Linked DNA regions of Mus musculus: region 1 is linked to region 2. Evidence: chromatin contacts called from public HiCAR-type data. All regions are on one chromosome and are shown on one strand. The core of a region is the stretch at or near the end of the contact, and the rest is flanking DNA. Distances in the headings are between cores, read along the strand shown. Region 1 holds the start of Hikeshi (heat shock protein nuclear import factor). Region 2 holds the start of Tmem135 (transmembrane protein 135).

The links. HiCAR-type assays count read pairs that join an accessible place to other places.
Region 1: a HiCAR-type map of astrocytes shows a contact between it and region 2, with 2.7 times the contacts expected there. The contact joins the promoter of Hikeshi here to the promoter of Tmem135 in region 2. A contact is called at or near these places in 1 of 39 promoter capture datasets (pre-B cells) and 2 of 115 datasets of contacts at active chromatin or transcription factors (astrocytes and bone marrow-derived macrophages).

What each region holds. Positions count from the first base shown.
Region 1 is chr7:89,939,561-89,946,469 of GRCm38.p6, forward strand. It overlaps Hikeshi (heat shock protein nuclear import factor), which reads right to left and starts at 1,644. Exons shown (of 5, transcript NM_026304.3): 1 at 1,409-1,644. The coding sequence starts at 1,438.
Region 2 is chr7:89,334,618-89,340,803 of GRCm38.p6, forward strand. It overlaps Tmem135 (transmembrane protein 135), which reads right to left and starts at 4,170. Exons shown (of 15, transcript NM_028343.5): 1 at 3,831-4,170. The coding sequence starts at 3,971.

The sequences.
Region 1 (6,909 bases), core at 394-2,893, 600 kb after region 2:
TGGGGTTTGAGGCCACATTTTGGGCTTACAATAATTCTGAGCTGGCTGTGCTGGCACACACCTTTAACCCAGCACTTGGATCTCTGAGTTCAAGGCCATCCTGGTCTGCAGAGTCCTAGGACAGCCAGCCAGGCGTACAGAGAGAAGGACCGGTCTCAAAAAAGACAGGAAAAAAGTGTTTTAACTACTGAACTACCCCACCACTGTTTTAGAGCCAGGGTCTAGCCTTGCAACTGTGGGTCTCCTCCCTCAGCCTTCTGAAGAGCTGGAAATACAGGTGTAAGACACGAAGCTGGGCTTTATTAATGGCAGACATCTGAGGAACACGTTCTTCTCAAATTGTTTCTTTCATCTTCCAAACCCCAGAGCTCCTACTGGGACATTCCAAAAGCTATTGACCAGGGTTAGCACTACCTCACCTCCACAGGAGCCTCCCATTCACTGCAGACAGAAGTCCATGGTTTCTTGGAACCACGTGTTTTTCTTAAGAGCAGCGTGTATAGAATACATTATCAAAAGCTGGTGAAAACGGAGGCGTGGAGCTCTCGCTTACCACACGTGAGGCACAATTTAACAAAGAGGTTGCAGTATTTAACAAAACAAGGAGAAACAAAACAAGAATAGCTCTAAAGAGAAAGGAGTCACGTCTCAAGACGGATACATCGCTGGTTTCTAAAGAGCAAACAAGATTCACTCTGGTTACTCCTCAACCACTCCCGCACTCATTTCATTTCATTTCATTCTAAGGCTCTGGCTAAGCAAGGGCATCTCTCTGACCAAAAAGAAAGCATTGTACTCGAATCCTTTAGTTATCACAGGTACGGCTCACACCTAAATTTCAGTCATTTCTATTAAGCAACTTGCAATTATTGTATTTTAAACTGGGTCGGTAAACTTCTGAAAGGGGGGGGGGGGCCTTCCAAAGACACCAAAAAGGAAAAACAAAACAAAACACCTTCATTGTCCGGAAAATTGAATTTTTCCGAAAACCACTTAGCTTTAGATTACAAATCTCAGCTTTACTTCTAAGTAGCATTATCAATTTACAAGAGTAATTACTACACTATCTACTGAGTGTACGTTCCTGAACAGCAAAGAGAGAAAGACTAGCTCACGAGTTACCACGGTTACGGCGAAATGCCGTACAGAAGGCTGAAATTAACAAGTAACTACAGCACTCAACCCAGCAGGTGGAACAAAATCCGCACTCAACAAAATGCAGTCACATCCTGACAGCCTCGCAAACACAGCTAAGAGTGGGGCCAGCGTCCCATTGCCCGTCCGTCGCACACGCCCAGGAAAAAAAGCACAATGACCAGGTTTCCCCGCGTTCCAAGCGCCGTGCACCGTGCCACCACCCAGCTCTCAGTCACCGACCCCTTCCTGCCACCGCCCGGGCCATCCTCACCAGCCTCCCCGCCACCAGGCAGCCAAACATGGCAGCGCCCTCGGCGCCTCTGCTAGGCCAGCGGGCACCTCAGGCCGGACACCAGGAATTCCGCAGCCACTGTCCTAATTGAACTCAAGAACCTTCCAGAATTTGCAGGAAGGAACGTGACCCTCCACTACATAACAACACAGGAACGCATCTGGGCCGGCGACCTCTGACCCTTCCTTCCTAACTTGCACGCCTCTCCGGAACGAGTACTTCCGGGTCATTACACCCATTTCCTCCTTCTAAGGTAGTAAGGAGGAGCTGGTATCGCGCTAAGACTACAAATCCCATAGTGCAGTGCGCCAGCCTCCCAGAGGGCGAGCCGGGAGAATTTGAAAGTTACTACTGATAGTACATGATTTCCGTGCCTGTGTGAGTCAAAGTTTCTAAAGGTGGTGCTGGGAGAAGACCTTTCTGGCGGTTGTGTAACATTTTAGGAGTAACAATACGCCTTTGCCAGAATCGTTTCACCCAGCCTCTCCTTTCAAAAGCTTAATGGGATAAATATTATCTCCGTTTTATACGGAGGGCAATTGGTTCGGCATAACCTGCCCGGAAGCTTGAAAAATTGATTTTTGGAGCGTAAATTCAAGTTGCAACCAACTTACTGCATTCTTCCTGACAAACATTATATCAAAAATGTTAATATATTTTTATCTCATTTTTATGGCAGTGTCTTATTACCTAGCCCAGGTAGACCTCGAACTTGTGCACTCCTTTCTCAGCCTCCAATTGCTGGAATTATAGGCGTGGACCACTAAAGCTATAGAGGTCCAGAAGTCCTTTTCCCCACTAAATACTAGTTTTAACACGTAGTTGTGTTCTTGCTTATATTTCTTGTAGTGCTTCACTTGTGCTTCCTCCCCGCCCCAACTAATGTGCTGTACAACTGTAGGCAAGCTATATAACAGCTTCATCAGTCAATCATCTGCAAACTGAGACAAATAGACCTATTGGGTTGCTGGAAGGATTAAATGATGAATTAATTGATAACTGCCACTAAGAATAGGGTCTGGTGCTGCTTAGGGAGTTTTGTTGTAAAAATGCCTTTTAAAAAAAATAATAATCTAAGTTTTCTCACTTTGGGGAGTTGTTTTCCAAGACAGGGTTTCTCGATGTAGCCTGAGCTGTTCTGGAACTCACTCTAGACCAGACTGGCATCAAACTCAGATCTGCTTCCCTCTACCTGCTAAATGCTACAATTAAAAGTATCTGATACTAGCTGGGCGTGGTGGCGCACACCTTTAATCCCACACATGGGAGGCAGAGGCAGGCAGATTTCTGAGTTCGAGGCCAGCCTGGTCTACAAAGTGAGTTCCAGGACAGCCAAGGCTACACGGAGAAACCCTGTCTCAAAAAGCCAAAAAATAAAAAAGTGTGTGACACTGCTGCTCATCTTTTGGGATTGGTGTTTGTTTGTTTGTTTTTATTCATTTATTTGTCTCTCTGTTTGTTTGTTTTTTAAATAGACAAGGTTTTGCATAATTTAGACTAGCCTGGACCGTGCTGTGTAGTCGAGGATAATACTGGATTCCTGATCCTTCTCCTCCACCTCCCGAGGGCTGGCATTACACACACACACAGCCCCATAACTGACTGACTTGTCCTTTGAGTTCTGGATGCATTTCCAGAAAAGGCTCATTGGAAACACAAAACATTATCTAAAGGAAGTAGCACCAAGGATCGACCGCCACCGCCACCGCACTCATTCTCCCTTTTTCAGCTTTAATCCCTGTGCCTTTTGCATGAGGAAAGAACACAGTCTTTTCGAAGCTTGATCTATCTGAGCATGGACCACCAGCCATAACAGGTCTCTCTTCCCCAGTGCAAACAGTGCAAGTCTTCTTCTTTTTTTTTTTTTTTGGTTTTTCGAGACAGGGTTTCTCTGTGTAGCCCTGGCTGTCCTGGAACTCACTCTGTAGACCAGGCTGGCCTCGAAATCCGCCTGCCTCTGCCTCCTGAACTTAGACTAGAAAGGATGTACGTAGTAAGACCACTGGCCGTCAGATTGCTTCTGTTCACTTCAGGCATTTACCAGCTGCATGATACACTGGCTAACCTAACATTCTCTTGTCTCTTTTTCACCATTTTTTTTTTTTTGGTTTTTTTTTTTTTTTTTTTTTTTTTTCGAGACAGGGTTTCTCTGTGTAGCCCTGGCTGTCCTGGAGCTCACTTTGTAGATCAGGCTGGCCTCGAACTCAGAAATCCGCCTGCCTCTGCCTCCCAAGTGCTGGGATTAAAGGCGTGCGCCACCATGCCCGGCTTTCACCATTTTTAAAATGGAATATTATCAGGATTTACCTAATAGGGTCGCTTTGATGGTTCTTACCTGTGAAATACTAAATAGTGGGTAGACTCCCGCTCAGTGTCAGTGATTCACTTTGCAGGGTTTCCTGTATAACTTCCCACCTTGGGTTCTGTGCATGTTCTGACTTTAGGAGCAACTCATACTATTCAACTTATATGTTCTTAGGCAACGTTTTCATTTGTCTGTGATGTGCATTTGATTGTTGCTCCTTTCCTTATAAGACAATCTTATTAGTAGCTTGAGAGCTGGCTAGCTTAGAAACTTTGTAATGATCTCTAGCTGTTTATTAATTAATTAACTTAGTCTTAGTCTTTATTATATAGGACTTGCTTTTTTTTTTTTTTACCATTTTCTGGTAGATAATTTTAGTTCTAGATTGGACAGAGAATTAGAGACAATAATTTAGTAACCTTTCTCCACATTAGATATCTGTAGAGTTAGGTCTGATTCTTCCTCCTAGCCCCGTGCTCCCAGAAATAAGACTCAGACTTTGACTAGATCATAATGTAAAATAGCCCGTTTATTCTAATCTATATTTCTTACCCGCGTTCACGCGACCGGCCAGGAAGAACGCAACAAACCGGAATCTTCTACGGCAAAACTTTATTGCTTACATCTTCAGGAGCAAGAGTGCAAGAGAGCAAGAGCGCAAGAGCTTTATTGCTTACATCTTCAGGAGCAAGAAGCAAGAGCCAGAGCAAGAGAGCAAAAAGGCGAAACCCTGTCCCTTTTTCAGGAGAATTATCCTCCGCCTAGGACGTGTCACTCCCTGATTGGCTGCAGCCCATCGGCCGAGTTGTCGTCACGGGGAAGGCAGAGCACATGGGGTGGAGAACTACCCTTGGCACATGCGCAGATTATTTGTTTACCACTTAGAACACAGGATGTCAGCGCCATCTTGTAACGGCGAATGTGAGGGCGGCTTCCTACATATATTCTGCTACATGGCTGAGTACCTTTGCTCAAGCACCATGTGTCTGTACTCCTCACAGCTTCCCCGGCTAATCTCCCACACCTAGCTCTATCCCAGAATCCTTTCTGCCTCCCCGGTATTCCTCCTGCTATTCTACCCTTTCTTATAGGCCATAGGTTTTTAATTGACAGCTGATACATACATACATACATACAACAAGATATTCTCTCTACAATTCCCCCCTTTTAGTCTAATAAAAGGTTCCTTTTCTTCCAAATATAAATTGAATACAATTATAACAATTATGAAAACTGTAAGGTATGATATATATTTAAAATGTCCAGTCTATGTATAGTATTTGGCAGTTAGGGAACTTTTTCTATTATCTATCATATCTTGGTGTATTCAAAGTTTTTGTACCTAACTCAACTTGTATTACCAACTTAAAAACAGCTTTTTAGACTAACACATCTTCTTAAATTCTAAATAACTCAAGCTTAATTTTCAGACTTTAACTATCAAGTTTTCAAGCTCATCAGAGACCTGAGAAGGAATAAATTATACCTGAGTATACAGAAAGTGTAGGCAAGCAGCCTTCAAGCCTAAGAATTGACAGACAGTATATGTGGCAGTATATATGGCAGCCATATTTATGAAGCAGGAATTATGAAGAACTTGCTTGCAATACCTTGTATTGCCAGAGTCCAGCAGTCAACTTCCTGTATCCATTTGTCCTTTCTGGACAGCATGTTTTCTGTAATTGAGACATGGTCATTTTCTTTGCCCAGTGGCCAGCTTGCCTCAATTGAAGCACCTCCATATGGAGGTTATTGATGTTCATCATCTTCTTCCAAATTAAATGGGATGCTGCCAGGAGCTGACATGTCTCATAGTCAAAAAGATCTTTAATTAAGAAAGCATCTTTAAATGCCATATTCTGTTGACCTCTGAGGTTTTTGAAGACTATTATCTGTAGTATATCTGAATTGTCAAACATTGTGTGTTCTTTGCTATTTATTATCTATTAACTTGTATTTCTTAATCATCCCTAATAGTTCCTAACTTGCATTTTTTATTATTCCTAACAGTTTTAAATAGAAGCATTCAAAAGGACTAGAACTTTATATTACATCTTTAAGAATTATATAAATACAATACCTCAAATGTTGAAAACATACATATTATATGTATCAAAATTAACCTTAAATTTGTATCAATATACAATAACCTATATCACTATATCAAAATAACTTTATTTCTCTATCAATATACAAAGTTCTGTATGAATATAATAAAATATAAACTCAACTTTGCATCAAAATTCAAAGATCTCTACCAATGTTAAGATTATGACTATAGGACTGGTGAGATGGCTCAGCGGTTAAGAGCGCCAACTGCTCTTCCAAAGGTCCTGAGTTCAAATCCCAGCAACCACATGGTGGCTCACAACTATCCTTAAGGAAATCTGATGCCCTCTTCTGGAGTGTCTGAAAACAGCTACATATAATATATATTATGATTATGAATATATGAATATATATATGATTATGACTATAAAATGTTTTTTTGATTTAAGAGTAGATTCAAAGCCAGGCGTGGTGGAGCATGTATTTAATCTCAGCACTTGGGAGGCAGAGGCAGGCGGATTTCTGAGTTCAAGGCCAGCCTGGTCTAGAGAGTAAGTTCCAGGACAGCCAGGGCTACACAGAGAAACCCTGTCTCGAAAAACCAAAATAAAATAAAATAAAATAAGAGTAGATTCAATAATCTACCCCTTTTGTCTAATATTCTTATAATATTTTTATATCCTCCCTTTTTTTCAACCCCTTTCCCTTACCTAATAAAGAAAGAAGAATAGAGAGAAAAGGAAAGAGAAAAAGAAATCCCTGAATCTATCCTCCCTACTTTGTTTCCTCCCTGTCCAAGACCATGACTAACATCCAACAGCCATTGAATGACCAAAAAATCCTCCAACCTGCCTCTTGGGAATTGGGTAAAGTTTTCTTTTTGGGTCTGAAGAAAAATGGGAAAGTGGTTAAGTCTTAAGAAAGCTAGCTGTAGCAGTTGTTGTCCAGTCTCTGCATGCTAAGAAAGTTCAGACTTAAGTGAAGTACCGACTGGATTAATCTGTGAAGCTAGACCAAATGAGCAAGCTGTTATGAAGTTGTCCTGAAAGCAAGTTTTTAGAGAGAACAGCATTTTTCTGGGCATCTCAGCATCTCAGAGGGAGAATCTTTTTTTTTTTTTTTAAGA
Region 2 (6,186 bases), core at 2,920-5,419:
TTAACAGCCATTCTTGGAGACTTAATGCTAGAGGTTTAAATGACCCCAGGATTGCCGAGTGAAAGGATTTAACGTAATCAAGTTCTCATGGGAGGGGGAGGAACTTTGTGTGATTAGAACTATATGAATTGATTTGCTATAACTTTCTGAAATGTATCTTTCTCTTTATCAAAAAGTGGACTGTAATGTATCAAAAGATGGCCTAGTCGGCCATCACTGGAAAGAGAGGCCCATTGGACACGCAAACTTTATATGCCCCAGTACAGGGGAACGCCAGGGCCAAAAGGGGGGAGTGGGTGGGTAGGGGAGTGGGGGTGGGTGGGTATGGGGGACTTATGGTATAGCATTGGAAATGTAAATGAGCTAAATACCTAATAAAAAATGGAAAAAAAAAGTGGACTGTATTAGCCACTGAATCATATTTGGCATTTTATATTCCTTTTATACTCGAATTATAAACTCTTCATCAGAATAAAAAATGAGGTGTCTACATTTCAAACCTGTTTTAAGCGGAAGGTAAATTCTAAGATGAAAAGAAGCCTGAAGGCAAATGCAGAGAACAAGAGAGTCCTGTGAGGAAAGCACAAGAGACAAAGACTGTCAGGCCCATTTCACAGGTTCCACAATACACTTCCTCATCAAGTCTTCCAGGCAAGCCACCTGCCCTTCAGATGTCTCCATTTCTATCACTGAAGACACCAGTTTCCCCCTGACTTATACTCCTATAAACATCAGCAGGTCCCCATGCTGTCCCCACATCCTCCATCCTCCTGTCCTGTTGAGTCTTCCAATGAGAATAATGCCTCTAAAACTGCCCTTTCATTTTCTCTGGCAGATGCCAAATACCACCCTGCTCCTGTACTACTCCAGCCTATCCACTCATACCTGAACTCATTCACAACTTCCCCATATGACTGGTTCTGAATAAAAGCTGCCTGCTCTAACAGGATTTCAATAGCAACTCCACCACATTGGGGGCTTATTATGTCACTTGCTATTCCTACACACTGCCACCCCACTCCAAGTCCAAACAACAGCCCTAGAACATGGGAAATTATCTTCTAGCACCTTAGAAACAGAGATTTTTCCTTTGCTCACGCTGCAAGTGATGCACAGGTGGGATTCCATGTGAGCTAAACCTCTCTCAACCACGAGGTAAAGCAACTACATCAACTCCTAAGTGGCCTTCCAACTCCAACTAGAGTGAGCGATGCAGGGTTCCTTGTCTTTAGGCAGCATGTGTTCCTTTAACCACCATAAGCTTATCCTTTTTTTTCTTACTACCCGAAGCAAGATTAATGGCTCTAATTTTTTGTTTTCTTATGCATGAAGTGAGGATAATCTGCAGATGGAGTCGCAGCTCTAGAGGATAAACGTGTGAAGAAGCAAACACAGAATGTTCAAGAGGAATTATAGTTCCCAACTACATTCAAGTCTTTGGATTTATACAATGTACAGGCTCTTGGTTTTACAAACTCTTGGATTTCTCCCTGGGGTCACAGTATTATCCCCCTCTACGGATACACACTCCACACATCTACACCATGAATAAATGCCCAAGCTTATTTTCAAAGTCAAAATGAAATTCCACTAACTCGGACTACAGTCAACTTCACTCCTGAGTGGCACTGGAGGAGAAAGGAAAGACAAAAAAAAAAAAAAAAATACATATTGTAGACACATTCTGACCTAGGGCTATAGTTCAGTTGGTAGACTGCCTACCTAGCATGCATAAGCCTCTGCATTTGATAGGAGAGCTGTATAAACCATGCATGATGGTGCATATCTGCAACCCAGGACTGGGAGGTCACCAGTGAATTAATTATCTTACCACATTTACACATACATACACACACACACACACACACACACACACACACACACACCAGGGCCAAAGTCAAATTCTACTGCTTAGCCTTGGTACCTGAAATAAGCTAAAATTTTCTAATCTCTACTTTACTTAAAATAAAATACAAGTCAGTTCTCACTAACCGCTTCACAGCCACTGATAAGCAGCAACATAAGATAGGAAATTTGTTCTCAAGTAGTATTTAATCTAGTTGAAAATGTAATAGTGACACAAGTCCTTTCTTGATCCCCACCAACCCTATCTTGTTAGAGTAGGAGAATCTCTGCTCCAGTTGCTTCCCTGAATTCCCCTAACACTGAATAGAATCAGTATATTGTTTATGCTGTAGATATAATACCAGGCATTCCACAAATATGTGTCGAATGAATGAACGAATGATGCTATAGATTTCAGGAGAAATTAAATTATAAACACTTCAACTAGTTCCTAATCCTTGAGGTTAAGAGTAATTTTTGAACAAATTACCTGGAATAGTTCTGCTTGCCTTTGTTTTGTGAGGGGTAGGAGATGGAGGAACAAGACAAGGATTCAGAACACAGGACCTTGAACATGCCACTAAGTTAAGTCCCCAGACTAGAAGAGTCTTCTTGTACGGCTGTTTAAGAGTCCAATGTATTTATAAGTGTTTACAGAAATCTGGGGCAGAGTTCAACAGCAGGACTCTTATCTTGAAAGTACAAGACAACAGGTTAGAATCCCAGCAACACCAAAATAATAATAACATAGTAACAAATATAAAACAATGGCTGGCCAGCATTCATATAGAAAAGCCAGTAACAACAGTCTTTAGGGAATGTATGTATATAGATACAGATAAACGTCTATATTGGTCAATGCTCTAGATCTTCACTTAACAAGGCTGGTATTCCCCAGTGTCTACACTACGTTAGATTTTATCAGAAATGTACTCTCTAGCCCCCACCAAGACCTACTGAATCAGAAATCCCATTCTAACATGATCCCTGGGGTTTCCTTAAAATACATTAAAGTGGGGAAGCACCAGTTTACATCATGAAAAGGGAACTTGGCTTCTGCAACCTCTCAGGGAGTCACTGTCTTTTCCTGTGTTCTGTCTATAATTACAAATTAGACTTCTCCATTAAGTTACAAACATAATCATACTGTCAAAGATGTCATCAGCCCAAATTACTACCTCAATGAGAAATAAGAATGGATCACTCATTGAGTATTGAACGAACTTTTAGGAAACATACAAAACATACAAAAATGATGTCTACCTTCTCAGCATACAGACAAATGGGAAAATGACAATGAACTTCAGTAGCCAAATAGCACATCTTCAGTGCCAGGATGTGGGAATTTTCTCCCACACAGTGGCACTCACTAGGAGAAGATATCTTTATCAGTTCTCGATGTTACTGGTAGGTTTCCAGATACTCTCTCTAAGCTTCCCTACTTGTAAATCTGTATAAGAAAATGACCTCAGCAACACGCCACTAAAACACCTTCAACGAAATCACCGCACAAAATCTCAAACCAGGAATCTACTCTGGGAACTTACGAAAGAACAAACCGTCAAGTGGCATCTCTGTCATCTCAAACAAGGACAAAATCTGTGACTAAGCAGGCTTGGGGTGGGGGTGGGGGGGTGTACAGAACACCCTTTTTCATATGAAAATGGGGCCGGAGAGTGGTAAAGTGGGCTGAGGGGACACTGTGTGCATGCATTGACTAAATATATACACAGCTCCAACATCTCTCCATCACAGAGTCTCTGAATCCAGGTTCTCAGAGCGATCAAGTGTAAGGCACTTGACCCTACCTGTCCAGAGCACATCCCCATCCTAGCAACAGGTGTCCAGTGACAGTTCACCATCGGGGTCCCCTCCCCCTCCTTCCGCCTAGGACTCCCCCCAGGCCTCTCACCACCCCTAAAGCTGACCTAGAAGCAACGAGCCCCGGGAGGCCCTGCACCTGCACCAGCGCCAGCCCTGCTCACCAGGTACAGGGGTGCGTAGATCCTGAGGGACTCCTCCAGGGCGCCCCAAGTGATCTGCAGGAAGGAGACCCTGCAGGAGGGGTGCCAAGTGTGGCCGATCTCGTAGCAGTTATGAGGGATGGACTTGCTGAGGGCCGCCATGACGAGTGGCGGTGGCAGCTGCGCGTGGTCAGGGGAACGCAGGGTTCGGCAGGGGCGGCAGACACGCAAGGGCGAGGCGGGCGCCGCGCGGGCCTCGGCGTGCGGGGTGCGAAAAGGTCACGGGAGCAGGTTACTCAAGGCCGGAGTCCTCGGATGTTGGCCGTCCGCGTATGGCAGCGCGAGGGGGCGGGGCGCGCACGACGGAGGCGGGGAGGGGAGGCGCATGCGCGCTCCCGCGGATGGGCGGGCTCCGGACGGGCAAAGGAAGCGAGCACCTTCACCCTCCGAATAGGAGCACGACTCAGAGAAGCACAACCGGGAGCGTGATGGTGGATCCCGCCTGGGTCGGGCTATATAGCTCAGCCCTTGTCCTGTCAAAGCCTGGCCAAAAAGAGCAGAGGGTAGTGGAACAAAAGGATTCTGTGTCTTTGCTGGGAGATGGAGGCACTTGCACCACTGTTGTCCCTCGTCCCATTGGTTCACCTAAGACTATCTGCGGTTGCAACACAACCTTCAACATTCTTGCTACTTGCTCAACCTCCTAAGCTCTATTGTGCCTGTGAAGTCTTGAAAATACTAATTTAGATGTGTTTAAATGCATGCTATATGGAAAGAGACAGTAGAGAGACCTGCCAGCCCCTAATGGAGTCCTAGCAACAGAATCCTTCACAAGTGCTTATCACCCAAGCAACATACAGAGCAGAGGCAGCTGCAGTGCAATAGAACTCCTGCCTGGCTAGAGAGCTTAATCTAAAACTGATTGCCATGACAATCCACCTGCCATATAGCCCTTGTGTATAATAACCTGCTTTCTTTGGACTTGTAAATTCTGTACTTTTTAAAGCAGAAAGGCTTTACCTTTAGATCATTCTCTCATATTTATTCAGTTCCTTCTACAATATTTACTAAACTAATATGATTTTCCAGCCCCTGTTTGAAACCCTGGACAGACAGATGTGGAAAAGCTGTGTTTCTGCTGCCAAGAAACTAATGTTCTAGAAGTGAGAAAAGTAACAGATAAGACAGGTGTAAACTATCTGCAAGATGCCTAGCTGTATACATTTTATGTATGTTAAATACCCTGCTAGCTATCACCTGTTTGCTGTGCTGCTTATAAAATGACCACTTCACTAACATGACATCCACACACTAGCCAAAAGGGCCAGAGAAAGGAGAGGGAAGAAAAACTTCTCAGGCTGTGCCTGGCAGCACACATCTGTAATCCTAGCACTTGGAAGGCTAAACAGACAGGTCTGGAGTTCAAGGCCAGGCTGAGCTATGCATTGAATTTGAGACCAGCCTAGGACTCTATCAAAAGACCTTAGCTTTTTCAAAAAGTAAAAAAAAAAAAAAAAAAAAAAAAAAAAAAAAAAAAAAAAAAAAGATAGAAACTTTTAGGTAAGCCTATGCAAATCTGTCAGCTAACATTTCAGCTTGGGCAAATGGCAGCTAAAGGCTGATAGTTATATCACTGCACAAAATGGCAAAACAGATACTAGAGACACTAATAGCATCAGCCATAGTCGCCTCTGGCTACTCAAACATCTGGACACATCATTCTTCCCCACAGATGAATGTACTTCCCATGAGAGACAACTGAAAGTGCCCAATGGTATGACATCCCTTTTGAAGTTCAAGATCTCCCTGAAGATCTGCTGTCCATTTTGTCACCCCACTCAACATGCCCAATATAGAATCAAAAATGGGAACAAAATAATCACTGTGTTTAAAAAGCTCTCCAGCTCAGAAAGGACATGGATCAGAAACACACAGTGTAAGCTTGTGCCAGCAATCACACGAATTACAACTCAAGCTTACCTTACTAACATCAAGAATCTATTCCTGAAAGCCTGAGGGTCTACAAGAAACAATGTTAAAAACGTTTTAGGTGAAAGACAAAGTGCATTATACACAAGCCTCCCTTCTTTGATTATTTGAAGTAAAATATTAAATATAAATAAGAGACCATCATATGGTGATCCTCAGCACTTTATTTTCTTTTTATTGAAAATGGTTTTTCATACAGCATATTCTGAACGTGGTTTTCCCTCCTTCGTGTCCTCTAAGATCTTCCCCACTACCCCATCCATCCAACTCCATGCTTTCTTCCCCCCCACCCAACCCCCCACCCCATCTCTTTGGAAACAAAAAAGGTAAATTTTAAAAATAAACAGTCAGACAATGTAAACAAGCAAAGAAAAAGCACAAACACACA